2 separate regions of the Macaca mulatta genome follow, and region 2 is linked to region 1. A link is a contact called in public Hi-C data. All regions are on one chromosome and are shown on one strand. The core of a region is the stretch at or near the end of the contact, and the rest is flanking DNA. Distances in the headings are between cores, read along the strand shown.

The links. A called contact is a pair of places that touch in the nucleus more often than the background predicts.
Region 2: a Hi-C map of fetal cortex germinal zone shows a contact between it and region 1, with 2.3 times the contacts expected there. The contact joins the enhancer-like site here to the promoter of AFDN in region 1. A contact is called at or near these places in 2 of 14 Hi-C or Micro-C datasets (fetal cortex germinal zone and liver).

What each region holds. Positions count from the first base shown.
Region 1 is chr4:4,219,397-4,225,067 of T2T-MMU8v2.0, reverse strand. AFDN (afadin, adherens junction formation factor) reads left to right here and starts at 3,212. Exons shown (of 33, transcript XM_078001142.1): 1 at 3,212-3,479. It overlaps LOC114677438, which reads right to left and starts at 4,455. Exons shown (of 4, transcript XM_078001159.1): 1 at 4,144-4,455. It also overlaps the pseudogene LOC144340698.
Region 2 is chr4:4,370,247-4,375,934 of T2T-MMU8v2.0, reverse strand. LOC106998203 reads right to left here. Exons shown (of 3, transcript XM_078001163.1): 1 at 2,565-5,688; 2 at 1,902-2,431; 3 at 1-1,802. Among named protein-coding and RNA genes, the nearest start is that of AFDN, 150 kb to the right of the region's middle. Within about 2 kb of position 1,419, at least 8 of the 40 cell types and tissues checked have an H3K27ac peak or open chromatin away from gene starts, as enhancers often do. A contact at or near this core is called in fetal cortex germinal zone and liver, where this site is marked.

The sequences.
Region 1 (5,671 bases), core at 1,963-4,462:
AGTGGCTGGTCTCAGAACCTGGTTTTCATATTTCAAAAAAATTTTTAAAGTAAGTGCAAAGTTTAATCAGAAATTCAAAAATATTATTACTTTCTGTCCTCACATTTATTCCTATTATGTGATACTTCTTCTTCTTCTTTTTTTTTTTTTGAGACGGAGTCCCGCTCTGCCCCTCAGACTGGAGTGCAGTGGCCTGATCTCAGCTCACTACAAGCTCCGTCTCCCGGGTTTACGCCATTCTCCTGCCTCAGCCTCCCGAGTAGCTGGGACTATAGGTGCCCGCCACCTCGCCCGGCTAGTTTTTTGTATTTTTAGTAGAGATGGGGTTTCACCGTGTTAGCCAGGATGGTCTCGATCTCCTGACCTCGTGATCCGCCCGTCTCGGCCTCCCAAATTGCTGGGATTACAGGCTTGAGCCACCGCGCCCGGCCGTGATACTTCTTCTTTTAAGAGAGTCTTGCTCTGTTGTCCTCTATTACCTAGTGCTTTTAGGTTTTACGTAGATTTTGGTTTCAGATGGGAGAAACTTAGAAATATTAGTATATCACTGCTGATTGAAACAGAAGCTGTAAAAACTTTTTGAATAGAGCAACTAAAAATAATATACATTTAAAAGGAAAACTAAAATTATAAAGTAAAAACTTAAATTTTTAAAAACTGACTTATAGATTAAAAAGGTCTTTTTCAACCTCGCCCAGTGCAGCTTCGTTTAGCTTCAGTCCGGTCCTTTCTCTTGCATTTCAGTCTCACCATGTATAAAATGGAATTAATAACAGAAAAGCCCATTATTTTATTTTTATACAGCATTTCTTGGATATCATTTAAGTATAATTTTTAGATGTACCAGAATCCAGTGGGGCAATGAGAATAGAGGATGGTAGCATGTCTGCCTTTTATTGTTCTAGGTGGTATTGAAATTGACACACAGCTCAGAATATCATCCTGGAGTGTTGAACAACGACAGTGAAATAATTTGTCAGCCTGGAAATTTTCATGTCCTAAACATATACCAGTTATGGGAGTGTTCATGATTTAAGAATCATAGGTATTCTATGAATTTCTGGTTGCTCTTAAACATTTGTCAATAAACTAATGTTGGTTGGGACCTACGGTGAACTGTAGTTTAGATATTGATATACCACTCATACATACTACAAATGGGGACTTTTAATGACAGTCAGAAAAACGAGAATAATTCACATTAATTTAGAGCCTTCTATGTGTCCTGCATCACTCAGTAGGTATTTCACATATGCTACATGTTTTTTATTACAAAAATAACACTGCAGAGAGCCCGTAACTGTTTTCCAGGAATCCTGAATTTTCTCTTTAGCGATGCTACACATACTTACTTTGGACATCAGCAATCTAACTGCCAGCTTTGCAAACTCATTCTTCAAGAGGCAAGTTACTCTTGGTAACAGCATCCTCGGGAATGAAGCTCCTGCAGTTGAGGTTCAGTTAACGCTGTGCCAGGGATCTGTGCAGCACATGTAGAACCCAGTGAGAGTCCTTCGCTGTGCCGGCACGGGGATGCTCACACAGTAAAAACTCGAGTCTATCAAGAAGCACAGGAACTGAAAGGCATAAAGAAACCGAGTGCTACAACATGAAGATGCCATTTAGACACAGATGCTTTTCTGCACGTCACCACACTTTAATTTTAAGAAAGGAGACTAGCGATCTATTGCATAATTCATTCCCCCATGGCACTGGTTCAACACCCCAGGCTCCTCTGCTGAGAAGCCTCCTTATGTAGCTGTACTGGACAAGTGCAGTAGAAAAGACAGAACCCAGTGAGGATGACAGAATTCTCTAATTGTCTGCAAAAGAGAAAATCCAGTTGGTGGAGAGAAAAATTATTTCCACACTGGAAGAAAAAGTAATGACAAAAATAAAAAGGCTTTGTCAAATATAGTTCACTCTTCTCATTACTTGCCTTAGTGTTTCAAAGATAAACGCTTTTTTGTTACACATCACAGATAACGTAAGAACGCAACTTCGCCTGACTGAATACTGCATGGGGAGACTGCTGGGATGTGTTCTACAGCCAAAACAAAGGGTGGGGGAGGGGAGGAGCAGTTACAAAAAAGACACCTAATAAAAAAAAGCCCTACAATTCACAAAGCTTGCTACTGAAATTAATTTCAGGTTTCCACGTCCACGTACAGGTACAGGATTTAAAATGACGCTCACGCGGCATCTCTCAGGGCCAACAGGGGCGCATCAAAGCTTCCCTTCGACGTTTATTAACTCTGCAGTCCGTTCTCTACATCTGCGAAGGACTTGCAGATAACAATGTGTCTGCGAGAAGAGGCGTTTTCTAAGGAGACACACAAAGGCAGTGGGAACCTCCAACCTCACTCAGCGAGAGGAACACCGCACAGCAGTGTGGGGGCTCGAACACCCCGGGAGCAGCGGGGCGCGGTCCGGAAAACATGACACTTGAAATGCACACAAAGCCTAATAAGGTATCCTCCTCGGAAGAAAACAGCTTGAAAAGGTCAGCTTCGAAGTGACCCCAGCAGAAAGGAATCACCCTGGAAGAAACACACAGCAGCCCCGGGGCAATGCGCAGGTTGGAGGAGCAGCGAGCGCGGGGAGCGCAAGGCCCTTCGGAGGGCGCCGCACCCGCACTGCGCTCCGTACCTGTGCCGCCACGCCCACCTGTCCCCTGCTGTGCCCAGCACCGCCCATTTAGACCCTGCACCACCCGTCGGGACCTAACCTAGCACAGCCCGTCCGGAATCAGCACCGCCCACTTGGATACAGTACCGCACGTCCAGACCCAGACCCGGCCGTCCGGACCGAACCCAGTACCGCCCATCGGACCCAGCGCCGCCCATTTAGACCCTGCATTGCCAGTCCGAACCGAATCTAACACAGTCCATCGGACCCATCGCCCGTTCGGACCCAGCACTGCCCGTCCAGACCCAGACCCGCCAGTCCGGACCGAACCCAGCACCGCCCATCGGACCCGGCGCCGCCCATTTAGACCCAGCACCACCCATCCGAACCGAACCTAGCACCGCCCATCGGACCCAGCACCGCCCGTCCAGATCCATCACCACCCATTTGGACCCAGCACCGCCCGTCCCCGCCCGTCCGGACCGAACTCAGCACCGCCCATCGGACCCAGCATCGCCCGTCCGAACCCAATGTAGCACCGCCCATCGGACCCATCACCGCCAGTCCAGATCCAGCACCGCCCAGTTGGATCCAGCACCGCCCGTCCAGACACAGCACCGCGCGTCCGGACTGAACACAGCACCTTCCGTCGGACCCAGCACCGCCCATTTAGATTCAGCAGCGCGCATCCGAACCGAACCTAGCACCGTTGGTCGGGACAGAACTCGGCACCGCCGGTCCGGACCCACCACCGCCAGTCCAGACCGAACCCTAGCGCCGCGTGGGGCCCGCCCTCCGGCGTCTCCCTCCCTGGCGGCCGCGGCAGCAGCACCTAGCGGAGCGGCCCGGAGGTGCGGCGGCGGCTCGCGGGCGGCGGCGCGCACGGCGGGCGGGGGCGCGCACGGCGGCGGGCGGGGCGCGGGAGGGTGCGGGCGCCGGGCGCACACCGGCCGGCGGGGCTGAGGCGGCGCGGCGCGGCGCGGACTGAGCCCCAGGCGGAGGCCGAGTCAGAGGACGCGGCGCGGGCGCGGAGGCGGCGGCGGCCGGCGGGGGGCGGCGAGGGGCGTCGGATCCCCGCAGACCTGTCGTCCTCGGCCCGTCCTCCGGCCCCGGCCCCGCGCGGCTGAGGAGGCGCGGCCGGGACCATGTCGGCGGGCGGCCGTGACGAGGAGCGGCGGAAGCTGGCCGACATCATCCACCACTGGAACGCCAACCGGCTGGACCTGTTCGAGATCAGCCAGCCCACCGAGGTGAGCGCCGCGGGGCGCGGGGCCTGCGCGACCCCCGCCCGCCGCGCCCCGCCCCGCCCCTCCCCCCCTGCCGCCGCCCGCCAGCCGCGGACCCGCCCTCCCTTCCCCCTCCCCCACTCCTCCCCCTCTCTCCCCTCCCCCTCCCCCAGGCCCACCGCGGGCCCCGGCGTCCCCCGCAGCCCCCGTCCCCCTGCCGCGGTGGATCCCGGGGTCGCGGGGGCTGGCGGGGCGCGGCAGTCACCTGTTCCCCTCTCCGGCCGCTCACCTGGTGTCTCACCTGGGTCGCCGCCCCCACCGCCGCGAGCGCGGCGCGGCCCCGGCCTGATCCCCAGCCGCGCGGGGGGCGCGGCGGCGCGCGGGGCAGGAGCTCTCCACCTGCAGCCAGGTTCTGGCTCGCGGCGCCCCTTCGCCGTGGCCGGGATGGAACCTGGGAGGCGGGCTGTGCTTCAGGTTCACAAACTTGCAGGCTGCCAGCTGGGAGGGGAAAGTCAGTATCACAAAGTTCGGGAGCTGCGGGTTCCCTGATGGCACAGGCCGGGAATCGGACTCCCCCGAGGAAAGGCGTGCCTTCTCCACCTCTGGGGCTGCGAGGAGGGGCCCTCTGCGGTGGCCTCTGCCCGGAGGGAGGCGCCGGCCCCGGGCTGGCTCCCCGAGAGGAGGAGGAAATCACGCTCTCTCCTGGCCTGGTAACAATGGGGGTTGTTTATAACAAAGCTGCTGAAAGCGTTCCGAGCAGCTTTTAAAAAAGTGTGTGAGTCCAAGTCCACCAGGAAGGGCTCTGTGGAGAGGGGAGGGAGGTGAAGGGTCAGGGAACAACCCTGTAAATCGCTCTGCAAGGGTCGGTTCCGCGCTCTGTTCATTCGGTGGCTGCACAGACTTTAATAGCATAAAAAACGTTTCCCTCAAGTTTTGTGCCTGTTTAGGAAATCATTTTAATAGCGTCTATTTTTGATTTGTTGTAATAGGTGATTTATAGTTAACACTTGCTATAAAATACTAGCTCCTAGGCAACAGAACGGGTTTGGCAAATTTGAACATTCTTATGAAATGTATTCCTTTTATCATTAAATTCCACTGTATATTTTGGAGAAAATTTGACTATTGCTTCTCTGATTTCTTGATTTTTTTGCCAGTCATGGGAAGGACTCTATTTCTTCTGTCTTCGCCTGTACCTGTGACTGCACTTGACGTGGGTAGCTAGCCATTTGTCTTAATCCTTAGTTGAATCCTGACACACATCATTAGGCTCAGGTTGCCAATTTGAGCATAGATGTTATGTTAAGTTACTCCTGATTCATTCATCTTCTGTAATGATTTTACGAGTTAGGTTCTAGTAAGCGAGTTAGTATTATGTACTTAAGTGTTCGTTCATAGACTATTTAGTATATCTTTAGAAAGGGGGCATAATTTAGTTTCAGGATTATGCTTTCTTTCAGAATAATGAATTCATTTTTCTTTTTATCACAAGTTAAAAAAAAAATGACCGTAAAACATTTTCTTGGTATGTAGTTTTTTTTGTTTGAATGGATTTTTTTTTTTTTTTGAGAGATTTCTCAAGTTTGGTTTAAGGAATCTTTTTTCAATTTAATAAAGAGAATTTAGCTTTTTGGGATTTTGAATTGAGTTAGCATTTAAAAAAAATCTCAAATCAGAAACATAGTTCATTGATTTAAATTCTATTTTAAGCACTCAGTTGAAACTTTTTATTTCTTAGTGGTATGACTAGTTACTAAAATTGGCCTGTCATTTGGAAAGCTATTTTTTCAGTTATACTGTAGGTGAAAGTTTGCTGT
Region 2 (5,688 bases), core at 170-2,669, 150 kb before region 1:
GATACCTTACAAACGAGAAAATGCAGTGAGTTACAGCATTCACCGGGACAGGTAAAGGTTCTAAACGACAACACTTCTCTACAGTAATGGTTCTCAAACTTGGTTCCACAGCAATGGTTCTCACATTGGAACCATCTGGTGACCAGCAGTTAAAAAAAAAACACTGGTGCCCAGGGCTCACCCCCAAGAGATTCCACGACTAGCAGCTGGGATGTTAAAAAGCTTCCCAGGTGATTTGAAGGTGCACTTTGCACTAGACCCGAGTCAGCTCCTCTGCCATCGTCCTCCTTGGCTTCCTTCAGAGCATTTATAAGGACCGTCAATAATTGCTGGCATGATTAGCCATGTCTGTGCCCCATCCTTTGAGGACAGGAACATGCTGCGGCCAGTGTTTGGTGCAGAGAAAGGACTCAGCATGCACTACCTGCATGATCGTGTGGACTTCGGCCACTCACCAACACTGTTTGCTGCTTTTTGCCTGTGTGAATGTGTGTGTTTACTGTTTCCGCTGTGGCAGCAACGGCAGGACTGTGAACTTTGCCCTCATTTTTCATCGGCTTTATCTCAGCGAGAAACAAGCAGAGGAAGCAGCTGGGAAAGGCTGGACGGGAAACCGGAGGCCGCAGTCTCCTCCCAACACCACTGCCGAGTGAAGATGTTTAGGATGGCATCAAACCTGGGGACCCCATCTGCATAGGTGGGGTTCTATCAACCAGAGGATATATAAGCACCCTTCCAATTTGAAATCCTTTCAGCACATAGACCCGATGGCATGGAGTTAGCACCCCATCACAGCTTTATGACAGACCCAGTTTTTTACTACTTTGTGGCCATATCTACACAAAGTGAGATACATACAACGCAGTTGTAGGCTGGGTGTGGCAGCTCACGCCTGTAATCCCAGCGCCTTGAGAAGCCAAGGCAGGAGGATCTCTTGAGGCCAGGAGTTTACGACCAGCCTGAGCAACATGGCGAGACCCTGTCTCTACAAAAAAGTGTGAAAAAATTGGTGGGGCATGGTGGAGGGCACCTGTAGTCCCAGCTACTTGGGCGGTCGAGGCAAGAGAATGGCTTGAGCCCAGGAGTTCAAGGTTACCGTGAACTATGATTGTGCCACTGCATTCCAGCCTGGGCAACAGAGCAAGACCCTTTGTCTAAAAAAAAATTTAAATAAAAAGTTAAACCACGGTTATAGGTAACATGATCTTAGACAAAGACCACTGCCTCTTCTCCAAAAGTCAGGCCGTGGCCCCAGGAAAGTGCCCTGGTCAAGTCTTCCCCTTCACAGGCAAGCCAGGCTGGTTTGGAACAAAAGGCAGGAGCTTTTCCTCATTGGGACCTATTTCGCCTGGTCTTGACCCTGCCCAGGAATCCGAGCTGCCAAGTAGACGCCCTTTGTCCCTCCCATTTATTCTGTCATCCACCCACACCCTGGATTTCTTGCAGCCAGAGAGCTTCTTCCTGCAAGCACCAGCTGTTGAGCAGGACTGTGACAAAGAGCAACAAAGAGCAACAAAGAGCGACAAAGAGCAAGCTGCGGGAGGGACCATCAAAGAGGCATCAGCCCTGCCCCGGAGTGGCTGCAGATGCATCCCTGTGGGACAGGGCGGGGGCACAGGTGCTGCCTCCAGAACAGGGGGTTTGTTACCTTCATCTGCAAGGTCCTAAAGCCAGACTCTTCTCAAATCGTCACCATGTGTGTACCATACACTCCCTTCTGACTCCGGGGGCCTGGGCACCTGCTTAGTGCAGCCTTAAATTTTTTATGTACCAGTAAAAATACTGCATGTAAGAGTCTGTTCCTAGAAGGATAAAAGGATGGCCAGGGCTGGCTAAGCGGAGTCACGACGGACTAAAGGTATGGGAAAATGAAGACATGGACCTACCACATTCTCCTCTACCTGGAACTTAGGATTTGTAAATTGCATTTGTCACATTGGCAGGCTGTGGCTTAGTACACTCACAAAGAGGATTTTTCCAAGTATTTAAACTGTGTAGATGCTGCAAAAAACAAACAAACAAACAAACAAAAAATAAAACAGACTGAGGCAAAGCCCTGCAGCCAACCCCGGGAGGGAGAGGTGAGGACCCCCTGTCTGTCCTGGGCCCCACTCAGGCACTATCCTCATCTCTTAGAATAGTTCGTTACCTTTTCTTTCCTGAAACCTCATCAAATGCAACTTTTTCTATGGCATTCAGCGGACTTTTCCTTAAGGCAAAGATTACAGAGAAATTCTTATGCAAGTCAGAAAATCTGCTTATTATGGGTTCGATAAACCAAATTATGTTACCTGTTTATGGACATAGATTTCTATCAGCCAGACGTGTGCAGAGCACAGCACAAACCATAGCTACTCCTGTCGAAGTCTCCTTCTGTGCATTTCCCAGCCAGGCCCCCAGCTGGGGCCCCTGAGGTCACCTCCCACTCCGGCTGGAAAGAGACAGTGAATTCCTTGGAAGCCGCTCACCCTGCACCCAAGCGGGACTTGCACCACCAGCAGTCCCAGGAAAAGACCCTCCATTTCTTTCTCGTGGAGGCTCCGGAAGAAAAGCTGCACATTTACCCGGCGCGTTCTAACCGCCTTTGAGGTTCCCTCCTGCAGCCAAGGGAGCCGTGGTGGGGCAAAGCCAGGGCTGGGGAGAGGCTGCAAAGCTCTGGGGAGCAGTGAGGCGCCGTGACAGCTCCTTCATTCCCGTCATAGCCCCACACGGGCTTCGCTGGACACGTCCAGGACGCAGCGCAGGTAGCCACCAGGCGTTGAGCGCCTGCCCCTTGTCTGTACTAAGATCTCCCCATGCATTATTGCATTTATTCCAACAATGGGGTGAGGTAGGTATTTCCATTGCACAGAGTGAAACACTGAGGCTCATCCAGGGGCCGGTTTGGAAATCAGGGCTCAGCCCTGGGCCCCGGCTGTTTGGAGCTGGTGCGGTGGCCACCGTGACCTCACGCTTTCCCTGCCAATCGCTCCCCGCCGCATCCGGCCGCCCGCCCCGCCCTCGGCCTCTTTCCAGGGACTGAAGCCCGAGGTGGTGCTGCGAGTCCCCGCGGGGATTATTTTCAAACAGCTCCTCCTGCTCAGGCTCCCACAGCGCGGCCCCAGGCAGCTGCACCACTTTCTCCTCTCACCAATTAAAGCCGAATCCAGGGCTCCTTAGCATATGAATGCAGGCGCATCGGAGCCCCCACTGCTGGGCCAGCCCCTCCCGGGCTCCTCCCGTTCCGGGAGGTCCACAGCCCAGCAGCAGCTGCCTCTGCACGTTGTCCCCTCCGTCCAGCATCCTGGGGCCGAGGAGACAGTGCCCCTGGCAGGGGACTGCGCTGGCATCAACTTCCCATGGGCAAAACCGGGTCCCGGGTCAGTATTCCCAGAGGGTTTCAAACCCTGCAGGGCCCTGAAATGGCCTGGGATCCACACCAGTTGGAAGAAAAAAAAGAACAGAAAATGCAGGGATTCACCTCCTCTGCCGGCACCCTCGTGCCGAACACTAAAGAGCATGGTGTTGAAAAGGATTTGGAGATTTATGCAGGTCACGAGCTTGAGGAATTTTTCCACTGAATGCACCAGGCCTTGAGTTTCCCGTTTCCCACTGAAAACCCCATGGCTGACACTTTTTTGTATCATTACCTTGGAAGATGAAGAAAAACTCATCTGTTAGGGCTGCTCTGTGAATGCAGATGCTTTGAGTTGTTTTGAATGAATGATTGAATGTTCTGAAATGAAGCAGGAAGGTGCCTGAGGGATAATGACTGGTTTCGCAACCCTTGGCCGGGCACCCTAGACCCCTCTGATAATCAACAGAAATGGATGTATATTAAATTTAGCAACAGAAAAAGTAGAGATCCTTGAGTGTGCTACAACATTATTTTCCTATAAATCAACCGGTTACCACAGTCTTTAATTATCTTCCCCTTGAGAGGCATGAAGAAGAGACTGCTCTCGAGGACGGAGGGTTTTTGTGGTCTGAGGTCTGCAGACTGGCCAAGTATTCCAACAGTAATTACCACCCATCCTGGCTGTAGGTTCACCCCGCTGACCTGAGCAGACCCGGTGAAGCAAGCCACAACTGCTGGAAATCATTCCACTCTTCCGTTAAGTGAGGATTAGAAAGCCCTTTGTGAGAATTTTGCCCAGAGTATAAGTTGAGCACTTTGTCGTTTGCACACCTCATTTTCCAGCATACCGTTCACTCAGCTCAGTATCTATCCAGGCACTGAAGGTTCGGATGCAAGCACTCTCCAGCATGGGGCCAGACCAAGTAAAATGCACACTGAGCAACCGTGCAGCTCCAGGTCCTGGCGGCTCTTCACAACCAGACATTATCCCTGGCGGCCCTAAGCACCTCTTCCTCTGTTAGGGGAGCACAAAATACCCTGTCAGGGCGGCTTTGCTGCCTCTGGCACTTTCTTCATCAGGGGAGTTACGTCCAGGTGTAGCAGACAGGCCAGGGACCCTTCTCCTCCATGATGTCGCAGGGTTATCTTTTCCAAATGGAGGAAGCCAAGGGTATGGGGCGGTCCAGTTTCCCTGCCTTATCCTGCATGTCCATAACAGACTTCAGCACGAGAACCAGCGTTTCGGATGTGTCTAGCAGAGTGCCAAAGTCAGACCGCAGTGTGCCCCGAAAGTCAGGGCCTTCTGAGGGACACAGACACCGTTTGTCTCCCACGGGGCTGTGTGTAAGGCGAATACTGAGGCCTACAACCGTGTGTTCTGAGACGGTGGCTATAATAGAAACAGGCAGTCTCCAGACAGAAGCACAAAAGGCAACCTCAAGGAATCAGGATTCGTAGGCAGGGACCCACACTGAACAATTTGGACTAATGGCAAATGGATAAAGCTAATGCAGAAATTGGACTAATTGGACAAAGCTAATGCAGAATGAAAAGGACCGCCGTTATCCAACGACAGTTGGGCTGATGTTCTAGGAGAACCACATGTTTCACACAGCAAGGGAGAAATGAGGGCATATTTTAATCCCTTCCAGCTTCGTCCGGGAGGTGTTGTGACTTGAGTCATTCTCTTCCTCTAACTCCTAGCCCATCCGCAGCAGTAAATAACTTTGTAGTGAATGGATGGTTTTCTTAGAGCTAGGGGAGTAAACTCCTAGTTTGATAAAGCAGCTTAGGAGAGTGAAAGCTGATGGGCCCACCCATTAGCTGCCAAGCTTGGTAGCCAGCTCAGGCCCCATTGGAAGGAAAGGGGCAGTTGCCCAGTGGGGCCTGAGGAGCAACCTGGCCCCTGCTGTCAGGTGGGAGAAGGAGCACCTGGCACTGACCAGCCCTGGAACTCAGCCTGCTCGCTGAACATCACAGCACATGAGCGGGTGCTATGGATGGAATGTTTGAGTCCCCCAACATTTGTATATTGAAGCCCTATTTTCCAAGGTGCTGGTGTTAGGAAGCGGGGCCTTTGGGGGGTGATTAGGTCATGGGGGGCCTTGTGAATGGGATTAGTGCCCTGGTAAGAACAGAGGTGACCCATCTTTCAGCCATGTAAGGACACAGCAGAAGGGCCCATCCACACACCAGGCTGGAGCCCTCCCAACCATGGAATTGCCTGGCACTTGAATCTGGGGCTTCCAGCGTCCCAGCCTCACAAGAACTGTGAGAAATCCATTTCTGTTGTTAAAACCACCCAGTCCATTGTATTTTTGTTACAGCAGCCTGAACTGACTAAAACAGGT